Linked DNA regions of Mus musculus: region 2 is linked to region 1. A link is a contact called in public HiChIP or PLAC-seq data. All regions are on one chromosome and are shown on one strand. Each heading gives the region's core, a stretch centred on a gene start, on an enhancer-like site or on the middle of the called end of the contact. The rest is flanking DNA. Distances are from core to core; before and after follow the strand shown.

Region 1 (6,234 bases), core at 2,585-5,084:
TTTCCTCCAGGATGGGATGCAGGTAACTTGTTACCACCAAACCTAAGGCTGAGCCACACTTACCCATTTTCCCTGAAGTTCTGGTTTTCCTACATTGAGTGGTATTCTATCTTGGAGCAACCAACCCCAGCTCTGGGTCAGAGAAATACCTTGGTTTCCATGTCCGAACACTAAGCTTGAAGGACGCTTTTACATCCCTGTCTTCTACTAGACATCAGCTTCCTTACGACTGAATCTCACTCACAGTGGCCTCAGCCACCAGCCAGTTCCGGGAACCAGGAGAGTGGTCCACAAGGGTTTGCTAAAAGGATCCTTGTTGTGTAGTTTGGACAAGTCCTGAGTTCTCTCAACATTAAGCTCCTAAGCATGTCCCCAGCTCCTGACACATGAAAGAGAGAAGAATCTCATGGAATAGTTCCTGCCACCAAGCCAACAGTGTTGGTAAGGGAGCCAAATCAGGTGGTAAGTCCTGGCTTTCACAGGAACATACACAGGCATGGATGCCCACATATAAATGTGCACACATGCAAATGACACACACACACACACACACACACACACACACACGAGTTGTTGATGGGTCCAAGAGGAGGATTTACCATAAAGGATACAAGAAAATAGGGCTTAGCTCTAAAGGCAATGAGGGACAAGCCACCAACCCAGTATAGGAGACAGATGGAGGGAGGGCTTTGGAGAACGTCCCGTGGTTTGACAGCAGAAAGCCTTCACTGACGAGGAACGTGAACAAACTAGAGTTTACAGAGGACATTTGTGTCAGACTCCTTAAACCTCCCTTGTGAGGGTGGTACCTCTGAGACACCAGGTGACTTACCTGCGATCAGACAGGTAACCGTGGATCTAGGGTTTAAACCTAACTCTGTCCAATCCATGTGATCCTGTCGGTTACGAGGCAGAACAGGAAAGTGAGAGCCAAGGATCATATGCTCTTTGCGAGGTGGCCACTGTTTTGAGTCTGAGGCTTGCTTCTCATTTTTTTCAGATGCCTGAGCACTCTGCAGCCTGTCTAAAATCATGTTTGCCCACTCCTGCTTCTGAGGAGACACTATCCAGCCTGGGGCCTCAGGTTAACTCCGTGCAATCTTGGTCCATCCCTCCGAGGCCAGCTCCTCCCGGCCGTGGGTCAGCACGAGCGGATCTTTATTCACTCCAAGAAATGCCTCAGAGGGCCCAGTCTTGTGCATCCTAGAAATCAATGTGTGTCTGACTAGATGTCTCCCTTTCATCCCTCCATTGTATAACTCTAACCCAAGATCACAAAAATATCACTCTGCTAAGATTTGTTCTTTTTAAATCTAGTCAGAGCCTTACTAAGGTGCATTAATTCTTAACAGCTTATAGATTTTTTTCCTGCTTAGAATATATGCCCTGTGTTTTCACTTCATTCGGGAATCGGTTTCTGCTTCCATATTGATGATGTCTTGGGAGGCTTATTTCCTCTCTGTGACTCCCTTCTGTCAGCTTATTTATCAAATCCAGCAGGCCTGGGTCCCCGTAGATCCTCACCTCACTGACAATAACAGGTGGTTAAGAGCTGGGGCTTCAGAACCAGACAGAGCTAGACACAAATTCAGACTCTACTCACTCCTCATGTTCCACCTATGTGACTGGAACAAGTTTTAAAAAAAAAAAAATCCTCTCTTCAAACATCCTGCCTCTGTAACCTATGAAAACAAAGACCCAGCAGTCTCATCTTACCCAGAATTCTACAGCTGTGTGTAATTAAGACACTTGGCATCTGAAAAGCCCTTAATTTTGCACAGGGACTTCAGTCTTGTTGCCTCTCATCTTTCTCCATCTCTCTTGTTCTCCCAGGGATCACTGCCTGCTCTTACTGTGCCTTCCAAGCAGCCTTAAAAACCCACTCCCATGTCCTTTATTAGCTTAAAAAGGTGACCACGTGACAGGTTTGCTTATCTTTTTATCACTGGAACGGGTGTTTAAGTTCTTTGTTTGTTTCTTTCTTCTTCCTTCTTCTTCCTTCTTCCTTCTTCCTTCTTCTCCTCCTTCCTCCTCCTCCTCCTCTTTTTCTTCTTCCTTTTCCCACTCATACCATAGCTTAGGCTGGTCTTGAACTGGTGGGAATCTTCCCATCTCGGCCTCTTGACTATTCTGGCTATAGGACTAAGCCACCACACCCACCAGAGATTCTTCTTGTTCCAAGAGGTACAGGCAGAATAATGGCCCTCTCAAAGGCGCTGGGGAGCTAACCTTGAGACCTGCAAATGTGTCCCTGCTGTGGTTTGGATAACTGAGCCCCGTCACAAGTCCCCAGTGCTTCTCTCTCCTCCCTAGCCACCACTACATAGGAGTGCCACGTGCTCCTATGCATCCCACTGTACACACACAAGCACTGGCTTGCTGCTCTTGACCTTGGCACTCATGTTCTTAGGACCAGGGAATGAAGAAATCCCAGTTAGGAGTATCTATTGCAGGCTGCCATAAACAAGCCTGCCCCTTTATTCCCTCTGCTTGCTGACTGTCCCCTAACTCCCCCCTCCTCTCTTCTTTCCTTCCCACTCCATGCTCACCCTCCCCTGGACCCCCTTGACACTCCCTTGATTCTGCCTGACCTGAAGCTCTAGCAAGAGTCACCTTCTTTAAGGAGCTCTCCTTGATCCCCAGCACCCCCCAGAGGCCTCCCATCTCTGATGTTCTCTCCCCCGTTGTTTCTCTGTGATTACACATCACAGGTAACCCCTGAGTCACACAGAAGAGCACTTGAAACCAGCTCTTACAGAATCCAGTGAGCAGAAGGAGCATCAGCAGACAGAGAGCCAACGTAGTGCCCACAGCATCCATGGAGTGCTTTGCACTGCAGTAACTCAAAACAGGGGGTCTGCCCTAAAGCCCACACAGGCAATCTGATGCTGCAACAAGAACAGTCAGCAGCTATGACCCTTGTAGTTGCAGATGTTTACCTTCCTGGTTCCCAGGTTGGTATCGCCCCCAGGAGGTACTGAATCATTGGAGGATGAATGGGCAGAGTGTGTGGGAGGCAGGCTTTCACATTTCAAAGTCCTCTCTTCACCTTTATCCTCAGTGCCCACTGCTCTGACTTCCTGATAGAGACATGTGTAGTTATCCTCTGCCTCTGGCTCTTACAGTCTTTCTGTCCCGTCTTCAGAGTCTTAGGAGGAGGGCTGTGTGGTATAGATACCCCATTGAAGACTGCCCCAGAGCCATTCCTGCCTGTAGGCTGTCATGCTCCCCACACGACAGCAACAGACTCATATCATTCTAAGCCAATAGTAAACCCTTCTATAAGTTGCCTTTGTTTTATCACAACAAGAGAAAGCCTAACTCACTGGTTCTCAACCTTCTTAATGCCGCGACCCTTTAATACAGTTCCTCATGTTGTGGTGAACCCACCCCCCACCCCACCCCCACACACAATCACATTTCGTTGCTACTTTATAACTGTAAGTTTGTTACTGTTGTGAATTGTAATGTAAATATCTGTGTTTTCCAATGGTCTTAGGCCACCCCTATGAAAGGGTCATTTGACACATACACCACCGCCCCCTTCCCCACAAAGGGGTCACCATCCACAGGTGATACCCCGACTACCACAGAAAGCCTCCTAGGAGATCTAGAAGAGCGGGAGCTCTTGGATCTATTTAGGGCACTAGACAAAGAGACAGGCAGAGACGGTAAACTAACTGACTAGTGTGCTGTGTGCTCAGCAAACCAGCTCAGAGTAAAGGTCGAGAGACCAGGAGATGGCCAAAGTGGTCAGGGGAAGAAGGAGTGGCTAGAGCTGTGTCCTCCCTGATGAATAGCAGAGACCTGGAGCAACCTCTGTCCAGAACATAAGGATCCACTCTCAGCTCAGCAACAGACCAGGGCTTACTGTCCCTACTGTGTGTCAAGCACTACATGAGACTTTGGCATAAACCATCTCAGGAGGTTCATCTCAGGGCACAAAGGGAAGTGGCTGGAGAGGATGAAGGACTTTGGACTTGTTGGGGAGTGGATGGTGGAAGAAACGTTTGCTTAGCTTTCAAGCCTCCAGAGACCCAAACCTCCATTCCAGTGAATCAGGATGACAACGAAGCTGTGTGCCTTGGCTGCCCCTCACACAATGTCTTACACTAGATGATTTGGGCCAAAGTGCCTGAAGAAGTGGCTTCCCACACCTTTACCTTACACAGGCCTGGGACAGGCAGTCTTGACTGCCCAACCTGAGTTCTGTACTAACTGGGGAGGGGACACAGGGCCAGGATCTAGATAACAATCGGATGCCCTGAGCATGCCAGAGCAGACAAAGGACAGACCAAGGCTGTGATGGGAATCCAACTGTGGCCCTCAACCAGGGTGGGTGTGTGTGTGTGTGTGTGTGTGTGTGTGTGTGTGTGTGTGTGTTTTCTAACCCCAGAACTTAAAAATATCTGGAGATATCTTTGCAGAACTTTAGGGGACCAGGACCAGCAGTGCTACTGAAAATCTTCTAAGATTCATTTCGATAAGGCTGAGGATGAGAGTCCCTGGTGTTCAGCAAGAGAGTCCCTGAGAGAGTAAGGAGGGCTAAAATTCCAACCTTTCTCCCAGAGGACACTTGCCTACCCTGATGGTGTGCCCTTTAGTCATTTAGCTGGGGGAGGCATGGTTCTGCACTGAGAAGAAAGCATACCAGATCTCATTCCACAGGCTCCTAGGCTCTGATCTGTTGGGGGGAGGGGGGGAATTTAAAGAAATATTTAGTCTTTAGTAGGTCAAAAGGTCAGACACTGAATGTCATCTCTTTGTAACACACAGGTAGCAGGTGAGAAGGGATAAAGGTCTTCACTGCTACTGTTGCCAATGGCAACAAGGATCAGAAGCCACGGAACACGCCCACCCCCTCCCCCACCCCCTCCCCGACCCAGGTAAATAGGAGCTGAAGCTAGTAATAGAAGCTTACAGAAATACTGGGGAGTCTTTCCGTGCACAGGTATGGAAAGGGCCCAGAATATATTAACTGAAAAAAAAAAAAAACCACAAACTGTAAATTCCAGAAAAGGTCTGTGCTTTCCTTTCCTGGAAGAAGACAGAACCACACGATCCCGCAGAATAGTGTCAGTCCACACGCGCAAAAAGCCTTGGGTCTCTGACCACCACCGTGCATGGGTTCACCTGGAGCGCTTTCTTGTCCAGTGCATATTTAATACCACCAACTTCGCATCATTTCCTGGGAGAGCTGTGGGTAGTTGCTCTGCTCTTCATCCCTAGAGTTAAAACATCAGCTTCCTAGGAACTGGCCAGGCCACGGATGCTGAGCTTTAGACAAAGGCCTGTAAATGGCCTCTTCCTTGATGACGCTAGCAAACCTGAAGGAGACGCGTTTTCAACACTCAAGAGGCGTTTGAAGAACTCCCAGGGGGGTACCGGTGAGAATTCCAGGCGTTTGAAGAACTCTCAAGGGAAGTAAGGAGGGGGTACACAAAAACTAGGACCAAAAGCAACCTTTCCCCTTCCACACCTCCTCTTTCTAGGCTAGGAGGGGTTGGGTGAAAAGAGCAAATGGAAGGTCTGAACTGAAAGTGGCCAACAGCAGGGACAAACCTGGCTCTGCACCATCTTCGCCCCCGCCCCTCCCGCCCCCTGCCCCGCCCCGCCCCGATCCCCGCTCCGCCCTCTCACCCTGGGAGGAGGGATCGCTACAATGGACCCTCCTGCGGGCTTTGTGCACTCTTGGAATCCAGCTGTCGCCGCCCCGCGGAGCCCCGTGTCCCCCGAGGGCGCCCATTTCCGGGCCGTCCATCACCCGGAGTGCATTGGCAGCAACCGTCCGGGCCGAACCCACAGCCGCTCCCGCCTTCTTGGTGTCAGGCGATCCCCAGTCTGTCCCAAAAATGCCTGTGGACTTCAACGGGTACTGGAAGATGCTGAGCAATGAGAATTTCGAGGAGTACCTGCGCGCGCTCGGTAAGCGCGGCCCGCGGTTTGCAACCCCCGGCTCCCCGCAGACCCCAGTACCCCATCCCAGAGCGCGGCCGCCGGCTGCCAACCAGAGGGCCCGAGATGTTAGGGTTAATTGGTGGCAAGTGTCCGATAGCTCTCCCCGGAGGTAGATAGTTCAATCACTAGGGCAGGGCAAGCTTTGCTAGTTTGTTTTTAAAGGTCGGGGGCGGGGGGGGGGGCAACAAAACTTTGTTTTCAAAAGAATAAAAATGGAAAGGCAAGGCACAGACGGCCCTCAGAGGCCACGCAGAGTGAGCTGGAATCCCAACCTTG
Region 2 (6,234 bases), core at 968-3,467, 440 kb after region 1:
TCTAAGCAGCTGTAGAGTCTATGAGCCATAACAAAGACCAACATGGCAAGGTGGCCCCAGTGGGTATAATAATGACATTTGTATCTTGGGAGCAATCAACAGCTGTCTAATTGCACTTCAAACCTGCTGGATGTGAGGAACTTCATACCCAATACTGTGAACCTTGACAACTGACCATGGCTAATGGACCCAAGAAGACAACCTAGTGGACAGCCACTTTCCTCTAGGAGTACAACTTCTGGTTGCACTCCACATATGAACCTTTATCCACAGATGAATGTCACTCTCACCCCTTATCAAAGAAGCATCTTGCAGCAGAGATACACAGTACAACTCCAACAATGAAAGCTCAGGACACACCGTGAAAGAGGGTACAGAAAGATTCTAAGAGCCAGGTGGGTTCGGTGCTGCATACCTTTAATCCCAGCACTTGGGATTCAGAGGTAAATGGATCTCATTGGCTGCTGTGGCTCTGTGTATGCTGAGCAGCCAGAATGATCTATACACTGAGTAATACATGGTGAAACACTGCCTAGCCTTAAATAAGTAAGTAAATAAATAAAGCAACCAGGTCACCTGCTATGAGATAGTGTCTTCTATATATGACAAGAATGCTACACCCATGAAATCTCAAAAAATACGGTCACCTAAAGAAAGCCTGCACAGTGAAAACACCAGTTGCCATGCCAATGTGGATGAGGGATGACAGGGATGAAGAACTGTAGGCAGAAACTAGCTGCTGAGAGAGAATCAGTCTTCAGGTATGAGGCCCATAGGATCAGCCCTCAACAAACAAGCATAGAATCAACACTAAAGAGAATCAGCAGACTGCATTTATATATACATATAAAGAAACATATGTAACAATTAAAGAAGAGGTCATAAATTTGAGAAAAACACAAGGGAGAAAAGGGGGTAGAAATGATGCAAAAAAGCATTTACATGAATTCATACACACACAAATAATAATACAGTTTTTTAAAGGGGGAGGAAGGGAGCTGGAGAGACGCCTCAGCCATGAAGAGTGCTTGTTGATATTCCAGCAGTCTCAGGTTTGATTTCCAACACCCTGACCTAGGCTCACAACTATATGTAGCTCCAGTTGCAGGGGGATCTAGTGCCCTCTTCTGGCCTCCATGAGCAGAGCATGCAAGTGATATAAGAAAGCCCTGGCTGTATTTAACTCCAGGCATGGCATAAATCCACTTGTGGTACACGGCTATGATCTCAGTACTTGGGAGTCCAAGGCAGAAGGTTAAAAGTTCAAAGTCAGGCTGGAGAGATGGCTCAGCGGTTAAGAGCACTGACTACTCTTCCAGAGGTCCTGAGTTCAAATCCCATGGTGGCTCACAATCATCTGTAATGAGATCTGATGCCCTCTTCTGGGGTGTTTGAAGACAGCTACAGTGTACTTAGAGATAATAAATAAACAAATCTTTGGACTGAGAGAGAAGAAAAAGTGTCTGAAGACAGCTACAGTAAATCTTTTTTTTAAAAACTCCCTGTCTCGAAAACAACAACAACAACAAAAACAAACAAACAAACAAAAAGTTCAAAGTCAGTCTTCTAGATAAGAAGTCCGGGATGCATAGCATACAAAAGACCCTTTTTTCTACGCACCCCCCCCCCCGCGCATTTTTACTTTTGATTTTTCTTTTTAATATTTTTTATTACGTTTATTTATGTGAATGTGTGTGCCACAGTGTCACCATGTAAGACTGAGATCAAATTCAGTTCATCAATCAGGCTAGGCAACGAGAGAGAGTTCTGTTGAACCCTCTCTGGACCAGACTTGTTTTGGTGTAGTTTGGTTTGGTTTTGAGCCCATATGCCACTCAGCAGCTCGTCTTTGCCTCAGAGTTCCTTTACCTAGGCCCTAGAACCCGGGATTTATGAGTGGGACAAAGACGATTTCAGGTGTGACTACTCACATCCGCCCGGACTACCTAGTAACCCATTCTCTAAACCGCGCTAAAGCAATTTCCCGTGGCATTTAACGGAGTGTGGTTTGGTGGGATGGTGCAAGTTTCTCAGTGATTTTTAGAATGCCCGAAACCGTAGAAGTTCTAATCTTGAGCCATCTTGAAATTCTATTCCGGGTGAGACAAACTGCGCAACCAGTTCTGCCTCCTATAGGTCAAAAAATGTATTTCCCAACTACAGCCAAGTCTATTGGCCAGCCTGACACTCCTGGGGCGGAGCCTCCAGGACTCCCGCTTCCAGAGGTGCAGCCTAACCTGACCTTTTCCGTCTGAACTTGGGTTCCGGTTCATCTTCTGAAAATTGATTGGCATCTAGTAAGTGACCCACCTTGCGTACGCAATATCCACTAGGCCAAGCGCAGAGCTGCAGAGCACGAGACTGTAGCCGCTCCGCCCGCGCCGTCGCACCTGCCCGCTCTGCACCCCGCACCCGCGCCTCTCCAGCCCCACAGAGCCGTCCATCATGCTGCGCACCAGGCCCCGCAGCCCCAGCGCCGACCCCGCGCCCTGCTGGTCACCGCAGACACCAGCACCCAGCCCTGCCAAGCGCCGCCGCCTCCACCAGGAGCCCGCGTGCCCAGAGCCCCTGGCTCAGCCCGAGTTGGAAGCGCCCGCCGAGCCCACCACCTCCGTGGTGTTCCTGGCCGCCGGCTCTGCCCTGCAGTTGCCCCTGGACGGCGTCGACCTGCTGCTGGAGCCAGAGCCCACCTCGGTACTGCAAGTGTCGCTCCAAGGACACACCATCCTCCTGGTCCCCGAGGGGCTCCAAGACTCCACCCATTTTGGACAGCCTGGATTCGTGGCCATCAGCCCGCAGGGAGCCGCTGCCCAGGACGGGCCCCAGGATCATCTAGTCGGTCTCCAGGAGGAAACTTTCTGTGAGTACTTCTACCAAGAGGATGTCTGTGATGAGGATGCAGACTTGGAATTTCTGGAGCACTGGGCTAGCCCTCCAGATGATCAGGCCAATGGGAACTTTTCCTCCATCCCAGGGGTGCCCAGTCCTTTGTCTCAGGACCAAGTCCCAGGGCCTTCCACTGGAGCAGAGCAATATTCTCCTAGGTTCATCTGGGAACTGGACATCAACATGCTGGGACCCTTCCCTGGCTCACCACTGCAGCCTCTGCCTCCATCTCCTTCCCGGAATCCCCAAGAGCAGCTTCCGCCATGCCCTCCATGCTCTCCCCGGGCTCCTCGCAGGGCCCGGAAGCGACTGGTCTATGAATGAACTGCCCTGCACAAATCTTTGAGGGGCTTCTCTACCCCTAGTTGCAAGGCACTTAGGCCCCATGATGTTAGAATTAAAGCCTTGCTGACCCAAAGGACTCTTCCCGAGGCCCTAAAAGTTCCTAGAAATTCAAGTGGTAAAATCCCCAACACCTGTTTCTTCTCTAACAAAGAAATTAGTAGGTGTCTTAAGTTCTTGGTGGCCTTTAGTGTTTTCCCGTGAATTTTTGAGGATTTGGACACGACTTATCTACCTCTCTGTTGTTCCGGGCTACTCTCCTAGAAAACTACCCAACACCATCATGTGCTATAATGGTTACCTCACTTGCATGTACAGGGTTCAAAGCCATCTCCAAAGCTCCTTGGAATAGTCTCCCATTTCAGTTCCTTCATTGTAAGTGTGATTCATGGTGAAGTTTGCCGGCTGTTTTCAGCATGCGCTGGGATATGCATTTGTTTTCTTTGTTTTTTAATCTTTGTTTAGTTTGTGATTAGTCAGGATCTCATTAGAAATCTGTGGCTTTCTTAGAACTATGTAATAGAGGCTGGTCTTGAACTCGCAGAGATCTACCTGCCTCTGCCTCCCAAGTGCTGGGATCGAAGTCTTGCGCCACTCTGCCAGGCTTGGGTTTCTTTTTATAGTACATTCGCTTCAAGATTTCACCTAAACTGGTGGAAAATGTTTACATTACTATTATTCCACGTTATTGTTTTGTTTTAAATTCTGAACCAATTTTTGCTCTTATAAACCTAATTTGTAATGTTTTGTATGCAATGGTCATATTTATCTTGTTTTATAAAAATAAAATAAATGTCCCTGGTAAAGGTGAGTCAAAAATCATAGCTGTTCAGCTTTTAGCTGTTCAGTTTTGTCAACCTATTTTACCAAATTCCCTCTTTGTTCTCAGGCTAACCTCAATTTTTATCTTGCTACTACTAATCTGCTTTTAATTTCTTTTTGCATTAATACAGATTTAACCTAGGATCTCACACATACTGGGCAAGCGCTCAAATACATGTACATCCCTAGCTCTCTCCTTACTTACTCTTTATTTTGAGACAGGGTCTCACTAAGCTGCTTGGGTTAGCTTTAAACTCATTCTGTAGCCCAGACCCACCTTGAAAATGAAGTCCTCCACAGGAGCCACCCTAGAAGCTAAGGTTATTGGCCAGAGTGTAGCTCTTACATACAACTTTTTTTTATTGTTTAATTTATCATTGATGTGTATTTGACTGAGTGTGTGTGATTTGTGTGTGAGCCCAGGACCATGCGTGTCATCGAGTGTCTGCCACAACACACCTGTGAAAAATCACAGGACAACTTGGGAGTCAGTTCTCTCCCTCTACCGTGGACTCAGGAGATCAGTTATCAGGCTTCCAATTGTCAGGCTTGTAGAGTGAGTACTTCTGCCTGATGATCCCATCCCACCAGCCCCAGAGATAGGCTTTAACAGTTATATGTATGTGTGTGTGTGTGTGTGTGTGTGTGTGTGTGTGTGTGTGTGTATATATATATATGTATATGTATATGTATATTTATTTATTTAACAATTATCTCCATTATGTCTGTCCTGCCTTGGTTCTATAGTCCAAAAACTCTTAGGATTTTATGCTTGAAAATGTTTCATTCCGTACTCATTTTATTTAAACGTGAAATAGGAATGGCCAAGTGGAAATAAATAGACAATAAACCACTGTATAATTCTTAAATGTACAGTGGACTCCAACACAATGCTACATTCCAGATACTGGTGGAAGAATTTGGAAAAAAAAAAAAATACTGGCTGGGCATCCAGAAACTTAAATGAAAGCAGACTGAATGGAGGGTCATCAGTATTCACACCAAAAATAAATAAATAAAAACTAGTTTTTAATGCCAGTCTTCTTAATTCCACCTGTGGCCAGGGCCTTTCCCTGCAGGCTTCCCTTTCAGCTTCTAGCACTTTCTTCTCCCTTTTCATTTGTTTCTGTCTGAAACTTCATCCATCTTGTTAGCATGTCCCTTGGACTGACTTGAGGTTTCTAGCCACCATTGTGGAGGGTGAGGCGTCTCTTCCCCATCTCTCCCCTCAGCCCTTGATCCTAAATGTAGTTTCTCTAGCATAATATTTGACTACTTTAAATTTATTAATCCAGTGTTTCACCATCTTTTTATCTAAATGGTTGTGTAACCAACCAATCAAAATATCACTATTTTATATGTGGGGGTATTGTACATCTTAGTTTTAAGGGTTTGAAGTGTTTTATTCGTGGCCTGCTTTTGTTTTGTGACAAGTTCTGTGTAGTCCAGGCTGGTCCGGAAGTCCCCACCCTCCTGCTTCAGCCTCCCAAGTCCCAGGATTACAGGTGTGTAAAATCTGTAAAAGCCACATCTGCCTTCATTTTACTTCAAATATTTGTTGGGTTTTCGTGTCACATAGTTTGATTATAATGTGTCTATGACGATATTATTTCTATTTGGCTTGGCTGAATGTAGTTGACTGTGGATGTTGAGAATTATCACTTACCTAAAATCTCACACACTGCCTTAGTCAGGGTTTCTATTCCTGCACAAACATCATGACCAAGAAGCAAGTTGGAGAGGAAAGGGTTTATTCGGCTTACACTTCCATGCTGCTGTTCATCACCAAAGGAAGTCAGGACTGGAACTCAAGCAGGGCAGGGAGCAGGAGCTGATGCAGAGGCCATGGAGGGATGTTCCTTACTAGCTTGCCTCACCTGGCTTACTCAGCCTGCTCTCTTATAGAACCCAAGACTACCAGCCCAGAGATGGCACCACCCACAAGGGGCCTTTCCCCCTTGATCACTAATTGAGAAAATGCCTTACAGTTGGATCTCATGGAAGCATTTCCTCAACTGAAGCTCCTTTCTCTGTGATAACTCCAGCTGTGTCAAGTTGACACAAAACTAGCCAGTACAATTGACCCCTTGTCAACTTGACACACAAACACATCACTAGTAAGCCTCAACCCTTACATTCTTGTTCATCCCCAAGATCTAAATAACTTTAAAAGTCCCACAGTCT

Evidence for each region. HiChIP or PLAC-seq counts read pairs in DNA pulled down with a chosen protein or histone mark.
Region 2: a contact with region 1 is called in an H3K27ac HiChIP or PLAC-seq map of embryonic stem cells, with 2.7 times the contacts expected there. The contact joins the promoter of Prr23a3 here to the promoter of Rbp1 in region 1. A contact is called at or near these places in 5 of 39 promoter capture datasets (embryonic stem cells, liver, pre-B cells and 2 more), 2 of 484 Hi-C or Micro-C datasets (both in embryonic stem cells), 1 of 115 datasets of contacts at active chromatin or transcription factors (embryonic stem cells) and 1 of 9 other capture datasets (embryonic stem cells).

What each region holds. Positions count from the first base shown.
Region 1 is chr9:98,419,127-98,425,360 of GRCm38.p6, forward strand. It overlaps Rbp1 (retinol binding protein 1, cellular), which reads left to right and starts at 3,835. Exons shown (of 4, transcript NM_011254.5): 1 at 3,835-5,925. The coding sequence starts at 5,853. It also overlaps a transcript of Nmnat3 not described here.
Region 2 is chr9:98,862,550-98,868,783 of GRCm38.p6, forward strand. Prr23a3 (proline rich 23A, member 3) reads left to right here and starts at 2,218. Exons shown (of 1, transcript NM_028033.1): 1 at 2,218-4,031. The coding sequence starts at 2,446. The coding sequence ends at 3,210.